Regions from separate parts of the Mus musculus genome. Here region 2 is linked to region 1. A link is a contact called in public promoter capture Hi-C data. All regions are on one chromosome and are shown on one strand. Each heading gives the region's core, a stretch centred on a gene start, on an enhancer-like site or on the middle of the called end of the contact. The rest is flanking DNA. Distances are from core to core; before and after follow the strand shown.

Region 1 (4,748 bases), core at 914-3,413:
ACTGATAACACTCCCAGGCAGCAACCCAGAGTCAACTGTAAAATTCACTGTATCCAAACCCCAACCCAAACCTCTTGAATCATATTCCCCACTCAAAACCTCAAGGACAGACCAGAAACACAGAAACACACAGAGTTTAAGCAGGTCAAAACAAAGTTTGTATTAACTTAGCCCTTTTGGGATATTCTAACACTACACCATCTTCTTTAGAACTTACAGTTAGATTGTTGTTATAGTACCGAAGGGACTTTCTGAATAATTTCATTACATGTGTTGTGTATGCCTGTGTGGCAGTGCTTTTTAATTAATTAATCCATATCATAACAGAAATATTTGAAGGCTATACAGTGAGGCAGTCAGAGCCTAGAATACTTGCATAATTCACCATCCTGGGGGAGGGGGCGGCTGGATTCAGTACTTCAAGGGAACTACAAAGAGTTCAATTATATAACGAAAAAATATCACTCCCTTTAATTAACAAAACTTCAAGGCACTCACTGTTACTTGAGTCTGACCTCTAGAATTTTCACTTCCTGCATTAGTGGGTGCTTCCCCAGAGCAACTCCCTAGACCTCTGTACTCAGCACCACTATTTACACCGCTCAAAAAGCGTAAGACACGTTGTTCCAAACAGTTTAAGAAAATCCGCTCTTGACTGTTCATTAAAGGGTGAGAACTAGCCAGTCAGCCCTCCAGAGTTGAAAGTCAGCACCTTTAGCTAACTCCTCTATCTCTCTCTCCTCCCCCAGAACCCTGGCAGTCCATACTGTGAAGGAGTGGCACCAAGGGCCCTTCCCCCTTACATGAAGCATCCTTCTGGATGGCTGTGGAGATAACCTAACTTCAAAAGTGCACTGGAAACAATGATGGGTGGCCTAGCCCAGCTTTATGGGCCTCTCCCCAGCCAGTCTTTGATGACCACTATCCAAAGTCCCATAGCCTCAAACTTAAGAGCAAAGCCAGCACTGGATGTTCTTGGAACCACAGACCTTCTCACTACTCCAGTCTCCCAAGATCAGTGCATGGAAATTTAAGCCAAAAAACGCTGTAAATTTCAGGTTTTATTGTTGGAAAATGTTTCTAAGCTCGCACAGTGGTAGTACTAAATCCAGGGCGGACTTGGGTAGTGGTACCAACTCCTCGGTTGTTTTCACAGCTGGCTTAATCAATCACCCTTTCTTAAAAGCACTATTGGCAGGTGAGAAATTCCTGGCGTCCAGGTCACACCCGGAACTCCTCAGCATCAATTAGAGCTGAAAGAGGATGTAGTGGAAGGGAGTGGGGCTGAAAAAGCTCTGGGCTGTCCCAAGGGATCTCTGGCGCTGGAAAGCGGATCTGGTACCAGGTAGGCTCTGGTCCAGGGAAAAAGAGTCAGGACAGCCAGGAAACCTCAAGAATACGCCGGAGCGCGAGGAGAAAAGTGCAAGATTCCTTGAACTGTCATCGCAAGAAGGGAGGTAAAGGAGGTGAGAAGGCAGGCGTGCCAGAGAAGGAGCAGGAGGTCAGCCCCCAGGAAGACTGCGCGGCAGGCAGAGCAGTGCCTGGGGCTAGGGCATGCAGTCCGGCCACAGCCAGGCTGTACGGCGCAGGCGAGGTCGGCTGCAAAGTTGGTGGACCCGGGGCACCTTACCTTCTGGTCCACGATGGAACAAGCCATCTCCCGGACATGCGCCAGGCTGTAGTCGCCAGAGGAGTCCTGCAGGAGCAGCACCGGCTCGCGGCTCAGGCCGATCTGCAGATGGAACGAGATGCCCCCCGCCGGGGCGGCCCCAGGCGCCGGGAAGGGCGCGGGCCCGGAGCCTGGGACCAGCGCAGCGGCGGCAGCAGCCACGGCGGCCGCGGCGGGCAGGAGCGGGCTAGGCGGTCGCAGCAGCGGAGGGACGCTCATCGCGCCAGTGAGCCCCAAAGTTTGGCGGACGTGGGGCGCGGCGCCGCTGCCTGCGGCGGCGGAGAAGAACCACCAAACTTTCCGGGAAAGTCCGCGCGCGGGGACAGGGCGCGCGACCGGAGCTGGTGAGGGCGGGAGCCGCGAAGATGGCCGAGCGGAGCCGGGGCCGGCGGGCGGGCAGGCGAGCAGGCGGGCGCGCGGCAGCGCGGGGGAGGCGCCCAGCTACTGCGGCCGCGGCGCGCTCCGCTCCGGGGACCACGGCGGGTCCGCGCGACCGGCGCCGGCGGGGCGGGGCGGGGCGAGGGCGGCGCCGCGGAGCCGACGAGGGGAACCGGAGCCCGACGGGGAGCCGCCCCCTGCGCGCAGCAGCCGCCCCAGCCCACTCGGCGGACTCTAAAGCCGCGGACCCGCCCATTCAGGGCAGTCCTGACCACCCCCTTCCAAGCGCCCGCACAGGAGTGGACCGGGAAACGCCAGCCTGGTAGAGCCCACCTAACGGGGGACTCCCTCTGGGAGCCCTCGAGTTTGTTAAAGGGCCAGTCAGCTGACCTCTTTAAAACCGTGTCTCTCTTGTAATAGCGGAGTCTGTATCCTTTCCATCAACCCCACCTGCTCCACCCACCGCCTTCTTAAGGGTCTAAATAGGGTTCTTGCTTTCTACTTTGTTTTGTGTTTGGAACTTCTGTGTTTCAGCCTCTTCAAAACTGTCAACCTTAACCTGGCTTTCTAGGAGCAATTCCAGCCCCACACCCACAGCACTAATTTTGATCTGATTATACTGGTGGCTGGGCAAAAAGAGGTGCTTCAGAGACAGTAGAGCCTGACTATATTTCTGTCCTTTCTATCGGGATGGGTTCTTTGCATCTGTAGATGTACAGGGACCCTATTTGGTTTAACAGGCTGCAATGATTGTTATCAGAGGCCTTCTGATAATTCTTAGTAAATTCTGAACAGGCTCCATCTTGGCAGCGCTTCTTCTCACTTTAGTTTCCCCAATGTGTCCTCTTACATGCACAAGCACACAAACCATTTTTGCATATTTTCGTTTGCAGTGTGTTAATTTTGTTTTGTTTTGGTTGGTTTGCTTGTTTGTCTGTTTTTGATTAATGGTTCTCTTCTGGACCAGAACATTGAGATGTGGTTTTCTACAGAGTTGTGTTGTATGTCAGTAATGGAATCTTGAAATTCCCACCTACATATAGTCAATTCACTATTCTAGAAAACTCTCTAAATTAATGGTACAAACGACTATTTGAGTAGACTGGATAGGGGTGTCGTTCCTAAGTTTACAGACTGCTTTAAAGGAACTAGTTTTACCTAAGCCATCTGTGCTTTCTAGCTATCATAGCTCTGAACACAGGACTTCTGTCCCAGAGTCTGCGGGCACTAGCTATCCACTTATGAAGTCAGACTATGTTCTTGCCATAACTGATTACATTGAAAATATAAAAGTAAGACAGTAAATGAAGTTAGTTCTGACAGCAACAATTGCCATAAATAACAGTAACACAGTGGTTAACAGCAGTAACCATGATCAAGAACATGAGGCTCAACACTTTGACCAGTGAAGAAAACAAATCTTTCCTGGGGTGTTTCCATTTGAGCCAAGGACTGGTTGATGGGAAGGACTGGTCTTAAGACAAGCTTAGGTAATGGTCTTCAAGTCATATAGCATGCAAAAGACCCCAAGAGAGGGCTTACTGCACTTGCTTAAGGCACAGAAGAAATGAGGCTGGAGGGCAAATAGGAACCAGTTCTTCAAAGCTGTGCTAAATTGTTTGTGGTTTATTCTCAATGCACCACTGAACCACTGGGAGGATTTCAACAAGCCAGTAGATGTGATTAACATGTTTTGAAGGAACATTCTTTGACTGTTATGCAGGAAGCAAATCGCAAGCGAAAGGAATAAAAGCAGGGGCAGTAGGTTAGGGACCCTAGCTGTTGCCCCTCCCTCTACAGGATCATCATGATGGTAGTGGAGGTGCTGAGAAACAAGAGGCTAGAGTTCTTAATGTGGAGGCAGGATGGAGACCCTGCTGTTTACGCAGATTCTCCAATGGTAGGGAAATAGAAGTGTCACCAAGGACTCTATGGTTTTTTGAGAAATGTGTGTGATTCTCTGCTGCTAATAATTGAGACAGAAAACAGAAAAGAAGCAGGTTGGGGAGAAGGACGATTCATTCTCTAAGCATTTCGTTTGAAATGACACTAAACAGTCAAATGGTAATAACCAGAACAGGAATTATGAGCCCCATATTCAAGGAACAGAAGTGGGTCAAGACTACATTGGAGGTCAATTCAAAGCTAGACAAGGTTTCTCAGAACAACTTCACATACTCATCAATTTTATGAGAGAGAGAGAGAGAAAAACACGGGTGAACCACTTTGGAAGAAAAATCTGTGAATAACTCCTTATGCTGTATCCATGATGTGAAAGATTCTTGTAGGGTGCTGGAAATAGTTGAAAAGGAAGCAAAAGACAGAAACAGACCAAGAAATTGAAATTATTTTAAAGAACCTAAGCCATTACTAGATGAAGAAAAAAAAAAAGGAAGCAACACAAAGACACAACAAAACTTAAAGCAGCTTGAACTCTATAGCCAGCAGAACCTCACACACACACACTCTCTCTCTCTCTCTCTCTCTCTCTCTCTCTCTCTCTCACACACACCCTCTCACACACATACACACACACACTCACACACACACTCACACACACACTCACACACACACTCACACACACTCACACACACACACTCACTCACACACACTCACACTCAAACACACACACTCACATACACACAGAGTTGACAGTTCCAAGTTTCTTTCCTATGGGGAGCTGGATTGAGACAGCATCTCA
Region 2 (4,506 bases), core at 1,845-4,344, 290 kb after region 1:
TGTGTGTGTGTGTGTGTGTGTGTGTGTGTGTGTGCGCGCGCGCGCGCGCGCGCGCGCGAACCCCCAAGAGCTTATTTGCAGAGGCGCTTCTGTTACCTCTTGCAATTTGAGACTTAAGTGGTCCTTAATATTAAAGGAGGACTTTTGGAAGCTAGAAAGAAATGACCTAGTCACTGCCTTTTCTAGGTAGGCTGTGAACTTTGGTGTTCCAGCAGGGAGCTCAGACCTGTACCTGGCTCTCTCATCTCTCAGGATCAGATACTTCCCTTAATAATCATGGAGGCATTTCTATATTCTTAAGGCTCAGGTAAAGACTTAAAATTTGAATCATTCCTCTGGGTATATAATGCTAATATAGGAATGGAAATTTAACGTTTAATTTTTTTTCTCAAAACATAATTAGATTATTTTCTCCTTTTAGAAAAAAAAATCCAATTTTAGTAGGCTAGCACTTGTGTTAGTAATTGAAAAATAACACTTTTATAGTTTCCTACTCCTAAGTGATGAGCCTTCCTGTTTACTCTCTGTAATGATCTGTTGGAGTAGTAGTACAAAACTGGGTCAAAATTAGGCAACCCAATGAATTACTCTTTGCTATTCATTTTTTATGTCCCTTCCAGGAGGTAACCAGTTCTGAGGACCTTCCTGGAGATGAGGTTTTATTGGGGGAGGGTGGGGGTGAGCTATGCTTCTAGATACAGAAAGCAGGAGACTATCAAAGCCTCTGTTGAATACTTGTTTTCAAAAGCACTGGGTGTATGAAATTATTCTCACTGGATATCAAGTCAAAGGAAAACAGCCCCTTGTTGAATTTTGTCTTCACATCTGACTTACAGCACAGGCTGTGTGTTCAGTTTCTAGACTCTACCAAGCCTACCCCTGACATTTTCTCCTGTAGCACTATGATTCAGTTCGGATGGTGGTTGTCTATAACTGGCCCTTTGTGACCATGTCGCTAGAATGGGCAACCCTCTGAAAACAAGGCAACACAATCTCTTTATTGTCTTTGAATGATCAGTATATTACATCTCTGCTCCACAACCCATGCCCCGGTATCTATAGGTGAGCTTGATCTAGAATCTGCCACTGCAGAAGGCACACAGAACTTAGAGAGTTAGCAACCTGATGTGAGAAAACGAGAAGCACCCACTTCCAGGTGTGATGCTCTGTTGGGAACCTTGCTTCCATGGACAGAGGAGGCTACTGACACTTGAGGGCAAAGTGGGGACAACCTTGTGCAACGTGACTTGAGGAAAGTTCTGATTTGAAAACTTAAAGTCCTAGGGAATGACTAAAAAGTGGACCAAATGAAGCCAATAGATCAGGAAGAATGCTGTCTTCATTCAACAAATAAGAAAGATGTCTGCAAGATGGTGAGGCTTATGAGAAAGCAGGAAAGCAAACAAAAGACCTGAGAGTTATTTATGTAAAGTCAATAAACAAGATACTTTCCTTCACCAGAAAAAAAATTGTAATCCACATTTAGAAAAAAAAAAAAAAAAGAATGCTGTTTAAAAAGACCAGTTGTTTTATTTGTAAACAAGCAATTAAGCAAAAACAAACCAAGGAAGATTTTTTTTTCCTTTCTTAGCACTTTCTTATTCCAAAGTTAGTGGAGTGCTAGATTTCTAAACTTTATTTACTAAATAATCACACAGAGCTTGAATTCAAATGTTTTTAACCTAGATTTTTGAGACTTACATGTCGTCAGATACAAGTCAAGAACAGAATACAATATAGAGCATTTTCTTTACTGCATTAGTTTATTTATGGAGGGGGGTCTGTACGGCCATACATGTGTGGTAGTCAGAAACCAGGTTCAGGTCTTTGACCATATGAGTTCCAGGGATTGAGTTCCCGTCATCCAGGTTGACAGCGAGCACAGTTACACTCAGAGTCACCCCCTTGTTCAGAAATGTGCAGTTGCATAGCATCATGGGAAGAATTTAAAGCTCACATCCCCTTGGCATGCTCATAACAACCGTAAGCACATTACCAATTATTTGTCAACTTCAGTTCTTAGCCTGTAGAAAAAAAGCCAAAGCATAGAATTAGCGTGAGAACTAAGTAGTAGAAATGTCTGTGGACTCTATGACACCAGAGTGACGGCTTGGAACTCTCATTATTGTCTTTGTAGTAGAGGAGATGTTGCGTGGTATTTGAGTATTCATTTTGTTTTCCATTTTTATCTTTTTCATTTTTCAGTATTATGTGATTGGCAAATAATAAAAGACAAACATTTATTGAATAGGAGAATGAATAAAAATATTTTGCCTTGACCATTACCATTATAATAGGCTTTTGACTTTGAGTTGCTCAGTTACAGATGGTACATGGCTTTTTGAAATGTTTGAGCTTTCTGTCTTGGTAGCATATCAAATGGTCCACCCTTGCTGGATCAAGCTTAGTGTCTCAAGCAGCAGCTTGTTCTGATCAAAATAATGTATAGCCAACCTACAGACAAATACGGCAGCATGCATTGAGTCTAGCCCTATCTACTAGGATGTACGTAAGCTTAAGGAGCCTACTTTCCAAATATTCTAAATACCAGGTAAGAATGTGAAAGAGTACGACGTGCATCTCTTTAAGTAAAACAAACATAATATGCTCACACTTTCACCTTCCACAAAACATGAGCTTGGAATCACAGAGTGTGTTCTTCCTAGAATCACTGCATCCAGACGTCCAGACATCCCATTCCCCTCACTTCCCTAAGTTTTCACCTCTGTGTAGTGCACACAGACATATGGACAGATCAACAACAGCCCTGAAGGGAGCTGCAGCCACCCAGCATGTACATTTTGCAGTTCCTTCAACCTGTTTCCCATCCTGCCCATCCCCTACGCAAATCAGGTTTGAATGCCCAAGCTTGTCACCTGGTATACAAAAATGCAGTCTAACACTGTATTTATTAGCAAACCCTTTCCCTTATGTTTAATTTATTGTTACGGTTTTTAAATGTACAAACAGTTATACCAGTTTTATACACAAAACCACAGGTACCGTTTTGTATCTGTCAAAATTCCAGCAGCCTGTGGCGAGAGACAGTTGAATAGATGTCCTGTGCTGCCACCTAGTGCTTTGGTGAAGATGTGGCCGTGTTCACGCCTCGGGAAACCAGGAAACAAAGGCGCACATCGTATGGAATAGCTACTCAAGAGCATTAGCAAACAGATGCACGTATGATCCTTGGACCATATTCCCCGCAACCACGCAACCTAGCTTGTTTTCACACAATAGCCGCTTACATCCCTGCTCTTCGCTGGCAAAACTCCGGCCTTCTAGCCTGGGGGCACCTGGTTTAAATCCAAACTGACTGGGCAAGCAAACCCGCTCTCAGTTCTGAGCCTCTTTCTACAGCTCCCATCTGGCCAAGGTTTCCTTGGCAAGTCTCTTTCTCCTGGAGGGACAGTTTGATCTGAATGTCTGGCCTATTACTTCAATTTGGATAGAAGGTATAAAGGAGTCAGACAGCTTTAAAAAAAAATCATTATCTTTAAAATTGACTAAAACAGCAGCCATCTTCTTTGCAGCGTCCAAAAGTGAAGCTTCTGAATTCCTTTCAGCGCCCAGGGTTTGTATCACCGGTTAGACCCTAGGTCTGCCTCTGTGTTCCTCCCCTTATTGCTGCCCGAGTCCCCGAAACACCATTCTTCTCCTCAATTAATAAATTAGCATGTTGCACTTACACAAACAGTATTTTTAAAAGTGCTATATTAGGCACTGGTTAGTGGGTGGATAAAGGAAAAGAAAATAGCCTTTCAGTGTGTCTGTGGATCACCACCTCCTGTCTCTTAGCCTACACTATCCCTTTTCTCTTCAGACCTTCTAAAACCCTGGACCCACTGACCCTTTCACCGTATTGATTCTCTTTCTTTACCTATATGTATGACTCCTATTGTAAGAATATTAGTACTTCACTTAAACCTTTCGACACCCCTCCTTCCAGTAAATTTCTTTTTCCCTGTTTTATCCCAATGCAGTAAATTCACCAAGCCCATATGCTATTGTCTAAATGTGCAGATTAGAGCCAGTCTTTCTACTAGAGCCCAGGAACTGTGTGCCAGGGCTGGGTAGTGCTTCTTTGCCTGACTTCTGAAGGCTCTGACACTAGAAGTTCTCTAAGATCCAACCGTTCTGGCAGTCCGTGTCTCCAGTCATTCACCACTTAGCCTGTAAGGAACTTCACTCTGGTAAATCCTCTTTACCCTCCTGGAAATCATCACTTCGCCATGGCTCTTAACTGAATTTCTTACCACTTGTTTGTTTCTATTTGTCAAATGCTCCATTGTTTTCCATCCTTCGTGTTTTGCTTTTTTAACATGAACTTCATCTGCATTTGATTTTTATATGTTTAACTTTATAAATACTTTTACCTACCCATCCTTTGGACTATCCAGGCTTTGTGATGGTGGTGATTTTGACAGCAATGGCATGAGTGGTTCACAGGTTACCCCTTCTTCAACAACAAAGCCAAATCATCCATGTCTCCAGTGTTTTTCTAAC

The links. Promoter capture Hi-C pulls out the DNA fragments that hold promoters and counts their contacts.
Region 2: a contact with region 1 is called in a promoter capture Hi-C map of hippocampal neurons, with 4 times the contacts expected there. The contact joins the enhancer-like site here to the promoter of Prkd1 in region 1. A contact is called at or near these places in 12 of 39 promoter capture datasets (the 3T3-L1 cell line, cranial neural crest, embryonic stem cells and 4 more), 1 of 15 datasets of contacts at CTCF or cohesin (the NIH/3T3 cell line), 6 of 484 Hi-C or Micro-C datasets (the HL-1 cell line, Sertoli cells, cortical neurons and 3 more), 6 of 115 datasets of contacts at active chromatin or transcription factors (a beta-TC-6 cell line, embryonic forebrain, embryonic stem cells and 2 more) and 1 of 9 other capture datasets (embryonic stem cells).

Annotation. Positions count from the first base shown.
Region 1 is chr12:50,647,086-50,651,833 of GRCm38.p6, forward strand. Prkd1 (protein kinase D1) reads right to left here and starts at 2,164. Exons shown (of 19, transcript NM_008858.4): 1 at 1,631-2,164. The coding sequence starts at 1,888.
Region 2 is chr12:50,940,742-50,945,247 of GRCm38.p6, forward strand. No RefSeq gene overlaps it. Among named protein-coding and RNA genes, the nearest start is that of Gm34581, 38 kb to the right of the region's middle. Within about 2 kb of position 3,095, at least 42 of the 459 cell types and tissues checked have an H3K27ac peak or open chromatin away from gene starts, as enhancers often do. A contact at or near this core is called in cortical neurons, embryonic forebrain, frontal cortex and 2 more, where this site is marked.